3 separate regions of the Sus scrofa genome follow, and all the other regions are linked to region 3. Evidence: chromatin contacts called from public Hi-C and promoter capture Hi-C data. All regions are on one chromosome and are shown on one strand. The core of a region is the stretch at or near the end of the contact, and the rest is flanking DNA. Distances in the headings are between cores, read along the strand shown.

Region 1 (3,445 bases), core at 700-3,199, 270 kb before region 3:
AGGGATCAAACCCACAACCTCATGGTTCCTAGTTGGATTCATTTCTGCTGCGCCATAATGGGAACTCCTGTTTTAATGCCAATACCATACTGTTTTGATTACTATAGCTTTGTAGTGTAGTTTGAAAACAGGAAGTGTGATGTCTCCAGATTTGTTCTTCTTTCTCAATATTGTTTTGATTATTTAGAGTCTTGTGGTTCCTCAGAATTGTTAGGCACTGTGGTCCTTATCCTATGAGGGACTGTAATCTTTTAATGGTTTTAAACAAATTCAGATTTTTTTATTTTTCAGAAAAAAATCACTCTGGCTTCAACATGGAGAACATTTTGAATGGCATTTCAGGGTGGAAGGGATTGGATGAGTTTCAAAGCTAGAGTACATTCTGAGTGAGAGACAAGCTTAGTGTGTATCAGGGTGTGAGTGAGATAGAAGGAGTTGGGCTAACCTGAGATAACAAATGTAGAATGATTCTTGAACGCTTCTTATGTGCATTCCATCAGTCAGTCACCAAGTTCATGTCAACCTCTTTCTAGGGGAAATATTTAATTTAATTAATTAATTAATTTATTTTTAGGACTGCACCTGCAGTATATGGAAGTTCCCAGGCTAGGGGTTGAAGTGGAGCTGCAGCTGCCAGTCTATGCTTCAGCCACAGCAACTCAGGATCTGAGCCATGTCTGCGACCTATACCACAGCTCCTGGCAATGCCAGATCTTTAACCCAGTGAGTGGGGCCAGGGATTGAACCCGCTTCCTCATGGATACGAGTCAAATTTTTTACTGCTGAACCACAACAGATTTTTTTTATACTTCGGGGAAATATTGTTTACACAGAGTGAGTACATTTCTCATTACAATGCTTATAAATATGTATCTTTTTTTAGAGTTCTGAACATTGCACATACTACCTTAGAAAGGGAAGCTGTTTATTAACTTGTTCCTGGAAAGGACTCTAGTAACTCTCTTCTGATATTTGTTCAAGAATTCCCCTGAAACGCACAGTAATAGAAAAATTTCATTCCAAAGTCGTAGTTCAATAACTCTCAAAGGTTAGTTGCAGCGGAATCAATTGATGAGCTTTTCAAACACAGATTCTGGGCCCAACCTCCAGCATTTCTGATTCAGTAAGATGGGTTGGGACCTGAGATTTTTCCTCTATATCAAGTTCCGAGGCAATGCTGATGTTGCTGGCCTGGGGGCCAGTATGAAAACCACTAGTTATTTAGAGGCAGGGTAGCCAAGAGATGAAATTCTGGGCTTAGACACCAATCCCTAGTGATGGGACTTGGGCAAACCCCTCACCTATGTGTGCCTTTGTCTCCTCATCTGAGACTTGGTGAGGATTAGCATGAGGGATGTTTATAAAGTTAGGACAGGCACACGATGAATGTAGACACATTTCTATGAAGAAGAAAATGATTTTAGTGCCTAAAATATGCTACAATTCTCACTGTAAAATAGAAAGATAACTCTTTTTTTTTTTTTTTTTTTTTTTTTTGCTATTTCTTTGGGCCGCTCCCACAGCATATGGAGGTTCCAAGGCTAGGGGTCAAATCGGAGCTGTAGTCACCGGCCTACGCCAGAGCCACAGCAACACGGGATCCGAGCCGCGTCTGCAACCTACACCACAGCTCACGGCAACGCCAGATCCTTAACACACTGAGCAAGGCCAGGGACCGAACCCGCAACCTCATGGTTCCTAGTCGGATTCGTTAACCACTGTGCCACGACAGGAACTCTGAAAGATAACTCTTTAAGCTCATTTTTGGAAAATGCTCATCAAAGTTCAAGGTAATAACATAGTGGAAATCTTTAGTCAATAGTTTTAAAGACAAAACCATCCCTGCTTTATCTCCATGTCCTCAGTTTTGGTAATTCCCTAGCAGGGTTGTATGTTTGATGTTTGCCTGCCTCTCCCCTCCTTCTGATACCCATGACCTCGGCCCTGAGCCAAAACAGGGTGTCTCATCTGGGAACAGGCAGTTGATGAGGGAGGCAGAGAGCTGACTCACCCATGCTCTTAGAAGGCAGCAGTTTTCCCAGCTTGCACAAAGCATGAGTTTCTGAAATAGAAGGAAAGACAGTAACTGATGGCTATTGCCTGACCTCATGGAGGTGAATATGGTGTGTCAAGAGGAGATGTGGAGAGGTGACAGCGCATGGGAGACCCCGTCATCTGAATGTTAGGTTCCCCAGATCCGTTAGAAATAAGCAAAAATGGCTTACCTACACATTCCATCTCTAAAATTTCCATGGATAAAGGTTGGAATGTTCTTTATGTGGTGCTTACACATGGGGATCTAGTAGTTTTTCAGAGTAACCCAGGGGATAGGGATGGAATGTAAATAGAACCAGCAGACAAATTAACTTCTGTTGAAACCACCCTTCACTCAGCCTGGAGGTGTAGCATGAAGCTGGGGGCAGCAAGGCCGAGTCAGTGCAGGCTCATTTTGAGCTTTGGAAGAGTGTGTGAAATCCAAACTCAACTTCGGGAGAGAAATTTGTGTTCAATAAATAGATCTTTCCAACCCTAGAGTTAAACCTGGGGTAGCACAAATGCATATCTTTACTTGGGCTTTAATGCACTGTGCACATTTTAGGTGCTGTCCAAACATCATGAATCCTCTTTGAAGTGACCTTTCACCAAGCGGTTAATGTTCAACTTTTACTGAGTTCCCATAAGGGGAATATCTCTAAAGTTTGGCATGGAAGTTCCCGTTGTGGTGCAGCAGAAACAAATCTGACTAGTATCCATGAGGAAGTGGGTTCGATCCCTGGCCTCATTCAGTGGGTCGGAGATCCAGCATTGCCATAAGCTATGGTGTAGATTGCAGACATAACTTGGATCCTGTGTTGCTGTGGCTGTGGTGTAGGCCAGCAGCTGCAGCTCCTATTCGACCCCTAGCCTGGGAACTTCCATAAGCTGTGGGTGTGGCTCTAAGAGGCAAAAAAAACCAAAAAACAAAAAAACAAAAAACAAAAAACAAACAAACCCAAAACCAAAAAACAAAAACAAAAAGTTTGACCTGACTCTGACCTGGAGGAGATGTGGATTTTGTGCATGGGAATGTGAGAACACTGAATTCTGAGTCATGGAGTCCTTGATCCTCTGTTTTCCCTGGAGGCAAACATCAGGGTCTGGAGAGCTGAACTTAAGCCAGAGAGATTCTGCACTTTGCTCTACGTGATCTTGTTTTACCTTCATGCTGGTGTGGCCCAGGCTAACAAAAGATAAATTTGGGGAGATGACAGTTATCTGAATGGTCAGCAAAAAAAAAAGTGGTATTTTCCTAAATGTCCATCAACAGATGAATGGATTAAGAACATGGGGTACATATACACAATGGAATATTACTCAGCCAGAAAAAAGAATTAAATAATGCCATTCACAGCAATATGGATGCAACTAGAGAGTTTCATACTAAGTGAAGTAAGTCATGAAGAGA
Region 2 (3,387 bases), core at 153-2,652, 430 kb before region 3:
TATCAATCTTATTTGGGAGAAAAGGTGCCAGTAAAATCCCAAAGAGCATTGCGTACTGACAATTACGCTGTAGGTTAGAGTGTACAGAGCGCTTTCCAATAATACATCTGTCATTCGACCTGACAACATTCGGGGAGGTGGTTTATTAGGAAGTGGCTGCCCTTTCGCACTCGAGGAACCACGTCCGCCCAGAGCTGTGCCGGAGGACTCCGGGCTGGGGGGGGGGGGCCGGGGGTTGAGCGCGGGCTAGTCGGGGAGGGGAGAGGGCCGGGAGAGAGTTGGGTGGAATGACGAGGGAGAGGAGACCTCCAGGCTGGGGTGGGAGGGTAAGGGGTTCAGACTGGGGATTCAGCCTCCAGGTACCGCAGTCAACTTCGCAGGAATCAAAACTGTTCTGGACTCTTCCTCTCCCTGTCCTCCCGCAAACAACCAACCTGACACTCAAAGGGCATCTTCTTGGGTGAAACAGAAGTCAAACAAGTTCTAGAGTGACCGTGGAAATGCCTGGCTCCTGACTTCCGCGGAAAGCTGGGAAGTTCACCTGTTAGTGGCGGGGCGCAGCACGAGTAGGGAGTGCGGGGTCAAGTGCTTGCAGCGCTCACCTTCCCCCGCCAGGTAGGGCAGGTGAATGAGCAACGTCAGAGTCCAGGTTCGATGGTGCGGTGAGGAGCACAGAGAGCTGTACAGCGCTGCATCTCGGCGACCATGGCTCAGCTGGTGGATGGCCCTGTTACTGTATCCGGCTTCTTCCACCCGTGCGGCATGCGAGACGCAGGTCGACTTGACAAGACGTGGGGAGACAATCACGGCGTGATCAAGGGATTTGATCCTCCCATCACGCGAAAACGAAACTTCTAAGGATGCCAGACTTCCAGTGCGACCTGCGCCGCCCCGGCTGCCGGGGCTCAGAGTCCTGAACGCCGTCCCTCCCTGCGCGTACCTGGGGCCTAGCTCGGCCATGCTGCCAGGCCCCGCTCCCAAGGTGGGAGTCGCGCCTGGCCCTCCCGGCCGGCAGATCCCACCCCGGAGCCAGGCCCTGCTTCGCTAAGTCCGGCAGCCAGGTGTGTGGCGCCAGGCCCCTCCCCACCTTCAGGCCCTGCCCCATTCGGTCCCTTCTCGCAGCCAGGTGAGCCGCGTCAAGTCTTGTCTCATCGCCAGGCCCCGCCCTATCCCGCCGTCATGCCCCGCCCACCACCTCAAGGCCCCGCCCACTGACTGCAGCGCCTGCGCGCTGTGGCCCGTCGGGCCAGGGCCGGGCGGCGCGGCCGGTGCAGTCGGCGGGCGCAGTGCGCGTGCGCCTTGCGGCCGGGGGCGGGCGGCGGCGGCCGCGGAGCGGAGCGGGGGCGGGGCGGCGCCGTCTGGCTCGGTCGGGCCGGGGCGGGAGCGCGGCTCGGGACAGTGGGGCCCGCGGGCTGCGGACGGCGGCCTAGGTGGCCGGCAGGTGAGGCCCGTGCGCCGCTGGGGAGCGGACGCCGCAAGGGGGCCGCGGGCGGGGCCCGCCGAGGGGCGGTGGCGCCCGGGGAGCAGCGGGCCCCGGCGCATTGTCCGGGCGGCGGGCGGCGCCTGCACAGCGCCCCCTGCCGGCCGGGCCGCGGGCGGGGGCCTCAGGCTCGGGCCGCGCGCCTTTGTTCGCCGCCCCCGCCAACATGGCCGCCGCCCCCGGCCCGGCCGATCGGCCCCGCGCGCTTTGTTCCAGAGGCCTCGGAGCTCACGCGGGCGGGGGGCGCGAGGTGGCAGGGCCCGTGGCGTGGGGGGGCGATGCGGCAGGCGCCAGCGGGGGGGCGGGGCGGGGTGAGTGTTGCATAACCCGGGCTGGGCGGGGGAGGAAGGAATGGGACCCTCGGGGCTTGAGGGGGTGGAGTAGGAGTCCCCCTGGTGTGGGGGAGGGGGGACAGGACCCCGGGGTTGGCTGGAGGGATGTGGGGGGGAGGGGAACGGACCTTTGGGGCGTGGGGAGGGGCTGGGGTGGAAGGTGGGAAGAAGGTGGGGGGAGGGGACTGGTCCCCCCGTGTTAGGAGGGCGCTGGACGGGACCCTAGGAAGAGGAGGGGGTTCTCCAGGATCGGGACCCCTGAGCACTGACGCTGCTCTCCCACCCAAGCCTGTGTACCTAACGACGGCTTGGCCTCTCCGGCGGCTGCCCGGGGTCCTGCAGCGATGGGCTTGGCGGAGAAGGTGGTTTTTTCGGGGCTCCCATAACATCCCCCCACCTCATTTCCCTCTTTCCCTTGGCGGCCGGTTCGCACGCCCCGGGGAAGCTCTGCGCGGGACGGGCGGACTACGGGGTTTTCTGCACACACGGACACTTTTCTTTTTCATCACGAGTGACCTTGAGCGCATTCCGCAAGCATTTGCTGAGATTAATTGCACGGCGCGGAAACTGCGCAGTGCCTTTCCTTTGCCTCTGTTAGCCTCTCCAATTGTGGATGCGTCCTCGACTTTACCAGATTTGATTTTAGTGATGGCCTCAGCAATAAATGCCCCAAAATAGACACCCCAAATCTGTTTACGCGGTTGCTTTATGCTTATTTGCTTTTTATGATTTGTGGATTGGGGTTCTTGGTTTTGGAGAGGGTTTTCCGTGCATGTTGAATTAACAAATATGGATTTGCTGTAGATCAATAAGCAACACAGGATACATTTAAGTATTAAAGGATTACACTATGTAACGTGACTTGTGTAGAAGACGACATACCTAAGGAAATGCGAATACCTATGTAAGTTGGATTGGAATTTTCTGGAAGGAACTCTGCAGTCTGAAAGGATTGATGGAGAGTACAGTAATTGCTTTCTACATAGCTTTTGTTAGGAAGTGAAAATTAAACGTAAAACTTGGGGTTGTATACTAGGACAGAATGAGTTTGTGAACATTCTTAAGAGGTTGTGAACTTCTAGTGGCTGTGAAATTTCAGATGGGGTCAAGTGAAATGAGGCAGCTTTTTCCCCTTCCTACTGTCAGCCTTAGTTAATGGGCAAATACCAAAAAACTGTACTAGCTACTAATTTATTACCAGACTTGCTAATTATATGTAAAAGTTGTTAAGTATGTCTCTCAAAATTATGGGTAATAGGTATGTGTTTCTTGTGAGAATTAAAATTGATTTTTTTTGTTTTGAATTTTTTGAGTAGCGAAGTGATTACTGTTAAGATGCTTTTAAATGGATAAGGAAAAAAGACCTTTAGCCATCTCTATGATTCACTTCGAATTCTTGGTTTTTTTTTTTTAAAGACTTTAGATGATCCCCAGAGTTTTGATTGTACCATTTCTGATGGTACCTTTATTGACCAATTCAGAACATAGTAACAATAATTTACTTAGTTTTGGAATATGTATCTGAAGCATTGTTGTTTCAGATGGTATTCTTTGTTACACTGGTATTAAATGCTG
Region 3 (3,052 bases), core at 539-3,038:
GGCTGGTTTTAGAGGCATCACTAGGCATCAAGGTTGCCCTTGTATGTCTGGATTGGACCCTCTCCAGTGAATGAAAAAGACATGGGCACCAATCAAAACAGCTTCAGCCTGTAACCCAGCAGTGCATGTTGCATAGTGTGAAGCAACTAACTGAACAGATGTGTTGATGAAGCAAGGGACCGTTTCAGTCAGGTGTAGACACAGTGGCTATGGTGAATGGCTCTTTTCCTGGCTTGATGCTGTAGGAGTATAAAGATGAAGGCACACTCAGTTCTCCTTGCAATTTACTATGAGCCAGTGTGGAAGGCTACACTGCTGGAGGGGACTCAGCAACACAGACAGAGGAGATTCAGCAGACACAAGGACATGACAGCAGCAGCCCTCCACTGAGCCCAAACAGCCAGCCAGAGCTCTGCAGCTGCCACCCCACCCCTCTCCCAAAACAACTTTTTCTCCAGGGCTTGGCTTTCCCAGTGGGGAACAACTGAGAAGACAGCAGAAGCCCTGGCAACTTGCCCTTCAGGCCTCAATCCCACCCCCTAATAAGCATTCGCTCCTGGCTCCAGGGGAAGGATGCTTGGGGCTCTTCCGAGGAAGACTTTCCCTAAGATTCCCCAACTTGCTCCAGGACCCCCTGGGCCGCAATCCGGTCTGCCCAGGAATGCGTAGTCTTGCTTTGGCAAGAAGGTCCCCTGGTGCCTTCTTCTTGCCTCTCTCCTTTTCCTACTCCTCTCTTTCTTCCTCTCTCTCTCTCTTTTTTTCTTTCTCCTTCTCCCTGAAAGCTTCAAGGTTGGTTGCAGCGATCGCTCACTCAGGGCCTTCCCTTTCCCTGTCCAATCTATTCGGTACTCCTCTCCCTGGGGATTCTTCTTTCAGAGGCGCTTTGCGAGATGCCTTCATTTAGCCACACTAAAGGAGCGAATCGCTGAGATCTGCCGCTGCAGGTCCAGGAGCTCTTGTCCCGGTGTGGGTCTAGGGATTCGGAGCGAGTGTGCTCCCAGGAGTGGCCTCTGCCAAGAGGCTCAAGGAGGGAGGGTGGTTCCAGGCGCGAGGTCCACACCAGATGTTGCCTGATGTCACCCCTCAAGTCGGTGGTAGGTCTATTTCAAACAAAAATGATTGTGATGGTGACAAGGGTGATGATCACGATAATAACAATAATCTGCCAAACCCTCGAGCTCGGTGCGCCCGGACCAAGCCCGGCCCCAGACCCGGTTTGGACCCACACAGCTGGGACCCGGGGGTCGGCAGTCCGGAGCTCGTCAGAGCGGCACAGGGTCTGGAGCCCGTTCTGGGGCCGAGGCGGAGGGGTGAGCCAAGCCCAGGAGGACTACGGAGTGGGGGGCGGGAAGCGGGAGGCGGTGAGAGAAGGTCCAGGACGCGCCAGGTGCTTGACTGGGAGGCAGAGAGACTGGAGCAGAAATCCGGGGGCCGGAGGAAGGGGTCTGGAGGTGAGGGCAGGTGCGGGATGCGGGAGGGTGGGATACAGGGTGAGGCTGGGGTCAGGGACGGGGAGATAGGGGCAAGGCGCTGAGGGAACGGGTCTGAGGGTGGCAGGGGACTGAGAAGTGAGAGAGGCGAGGGCGGTGGGTCGGAAGATGGGGGCGAAACCGCGGGAGGCAAAAGGAGGTGTGGGTTTACGTGGCGGGAAGATGCGGAGGCGGGTGCCGGGAGGAAGGGTGATGGGGGCGGGGAGATGGCCTTGTGGGCCCGGGAGGTGGGCGGGGCGCGGGGAGGTGGGGTCCCGGGAGCGGGGCCGCGGGGGAGGGGCGGCGGGGCTGCCGAGGCGGGGGCGGCAGGACGGCGGGACTGGAAAGCTGAGCGCGGCCCCGCCCCGGCGGGCGGCTGGAAAAGTTTGCTCCCAGCCAGGCGGGGGCAGAGGCTTGAGGAAGCCGGTGTGGGAGGAACCCGGCGCCAAGCGCGGTGGCAGGACGAATTCGAGCGAGAGACTCTCCGGCCCGGAAACGTTGCCCCCCATCCCCGAACCCCAAGACTTACCCCGGCGTCCCAGCCCAGCTAGCATCTGAGCGGAGGAAGGGTGCCAGGATGCCGGTGGCCCAAGAGCCTTTCTCGGACCGAGGTGAGCTGGCGGGGCCGAGGGCCCGGGGCACCCGGGGTGGGTAGGGCCAGCCGTTCCCACCTTTCTTATAAAATTCCAGCCAATCCTCGGCGCGACAGTGACCGGGACTGAGGAACCCTCCACATCAGCATCACCCCTCCCCCAGGTCATCCATCCTGGTGTCTGAGCTGAGGCAGGGACAGTGGAGCATAGAGATCTAGCTGCATCTTAATGAGCCGAATGAAAGAGAAGTGACTCTTCACGGGGAAGTTCCAGCAGTCGTTTTCTTGGGACAATTAAAAAATTAGGTGTCCTCCCAGGATGAGGACCTGGGGACTCTGAAAGTGTGTGTGTGTGGTTTTTCTCTTGGGGAACTCATTCTATTTTGTCCTCCAAGCAATTCTAGTTTTCCTTCTATTTCTTGAACAAGGCAATCAGGGCTGTCAGAATCCGGGGCTGGAAGATAAAGTTCCTAGGATGCAGTAGTGAGGTTGCCAGGAGAGATCAGTATGTTACATGCATGACTGAGATAAAGCCTGGGGAAGGGGCAGGACTGGTTTTTCTTTGGCCTGATGCAGGAACATGCTAACTTTGCCACTTTTAACCCCCCAGTCTCCAGATGGTTCTCTCTCCCTCTCACTGTCTCTCTCTGACTTTGGACACTCCCAAGGACATATTGCTTTGTGGTGTTTTTACATTTCAGTGTAAGAGAGGGACATCTTGTTAGTTTGTTTTTTTTGTTTTTGTTTTTGTTTTTTTGTCTCGCTGGGTTTTTAAAGGGAACACGCTTTGCTTTGAGGATGAAGAAAGGGTAGCAGCGTTAACAGAGTCTAGCTCTTCTGGAAGACTGTTTGAAGAATGGGAGGTCCACCATCATAGTACCGGACCCCAGCCTGGAGCCCTGGGTACTTCCAGACGTAGGCGTCTTTTAAGTCTGGACATTAGACGTTGCAGATACTGTATATAATCACGGGTTCATAATTTATCTTGTCG

What was found. Promoter capture Hi-C pulls out the DNA fragments that hold promoters and counts their contacts. Hi-C and Micro-C count contacts between places; a contact is called where the count stands out from the background.
Region 1: a contact with region 3 is called in a Hi-C map of liver, with 5 times the contacts expected there. The contact joins the enhancer-like site here to the promoter of S1PR3 in region 3. A contact is called at or near these places in 1 of 5 promoter capture datasets (liver) and 31 of 47 Hi-C or Micro-C datasets (adipocytes, adipose tissue, alveolar macrophages and 18 more).
Region 2: a contact with region 3 is called in a promoter capture Hi-C map of liver, with 4 times the contacts expected there. The contact joins the promoter of SPIN1 here to the promoter of S1PR3 in region 3. A contact is called at or near these places in 2 of 5 promoter capture datasets (fetal skeletal muscle and liver) and 1 of 47 Hi-C or Micro-C datasets (embryonic fibroblasts).

What each region holds. Positions count from the first base shown.
Region 1 is chr14:392,007-395,451 of Sscrofa11.1, forward strand. No RefSeq gene overlaps it. Among named protein-coding and RNA genes, the nearest start is that of NXNL2, 46 kb to the left of the region's middle. Within about 2 kb of position 1,950, at least 3 of the 83 cell types and tissues checked have an H3K27ac peak or open chromatin away from gene starts, as enhancers often do. A contact at or near this core is called in fetal liver and liver, where this site is marked.
Region 2 is chr14:225,817-229,203 of Sscrofa11.1, forward strand. It overlaps SPIN1 (spindlin 1), which reads left to right and starts at 1,403. Exons shown (of 6, transcript NM_001195370.1): 1 at 1,403-1,441. It overlaps LOC110256681 (proline-rich protein HaeIII subfamily 1-like), which reads right to left. Exons shown (of 3, transcript XM_021072957.1): 2 at 2,096-2,289; 3 at 1,090-1,872. The coding sequence ends at 1,090.
Region 3 is chr14:657,526-660,577 of Sscrofa11.1, forward strand. It overlaps S1PR3 (sphingosine 1-phosphate receptor 3), which reads left to right and starts at 1,789. Exons shown (of 2, transcript XM_001925270.6): 1 at 1,789-2,080.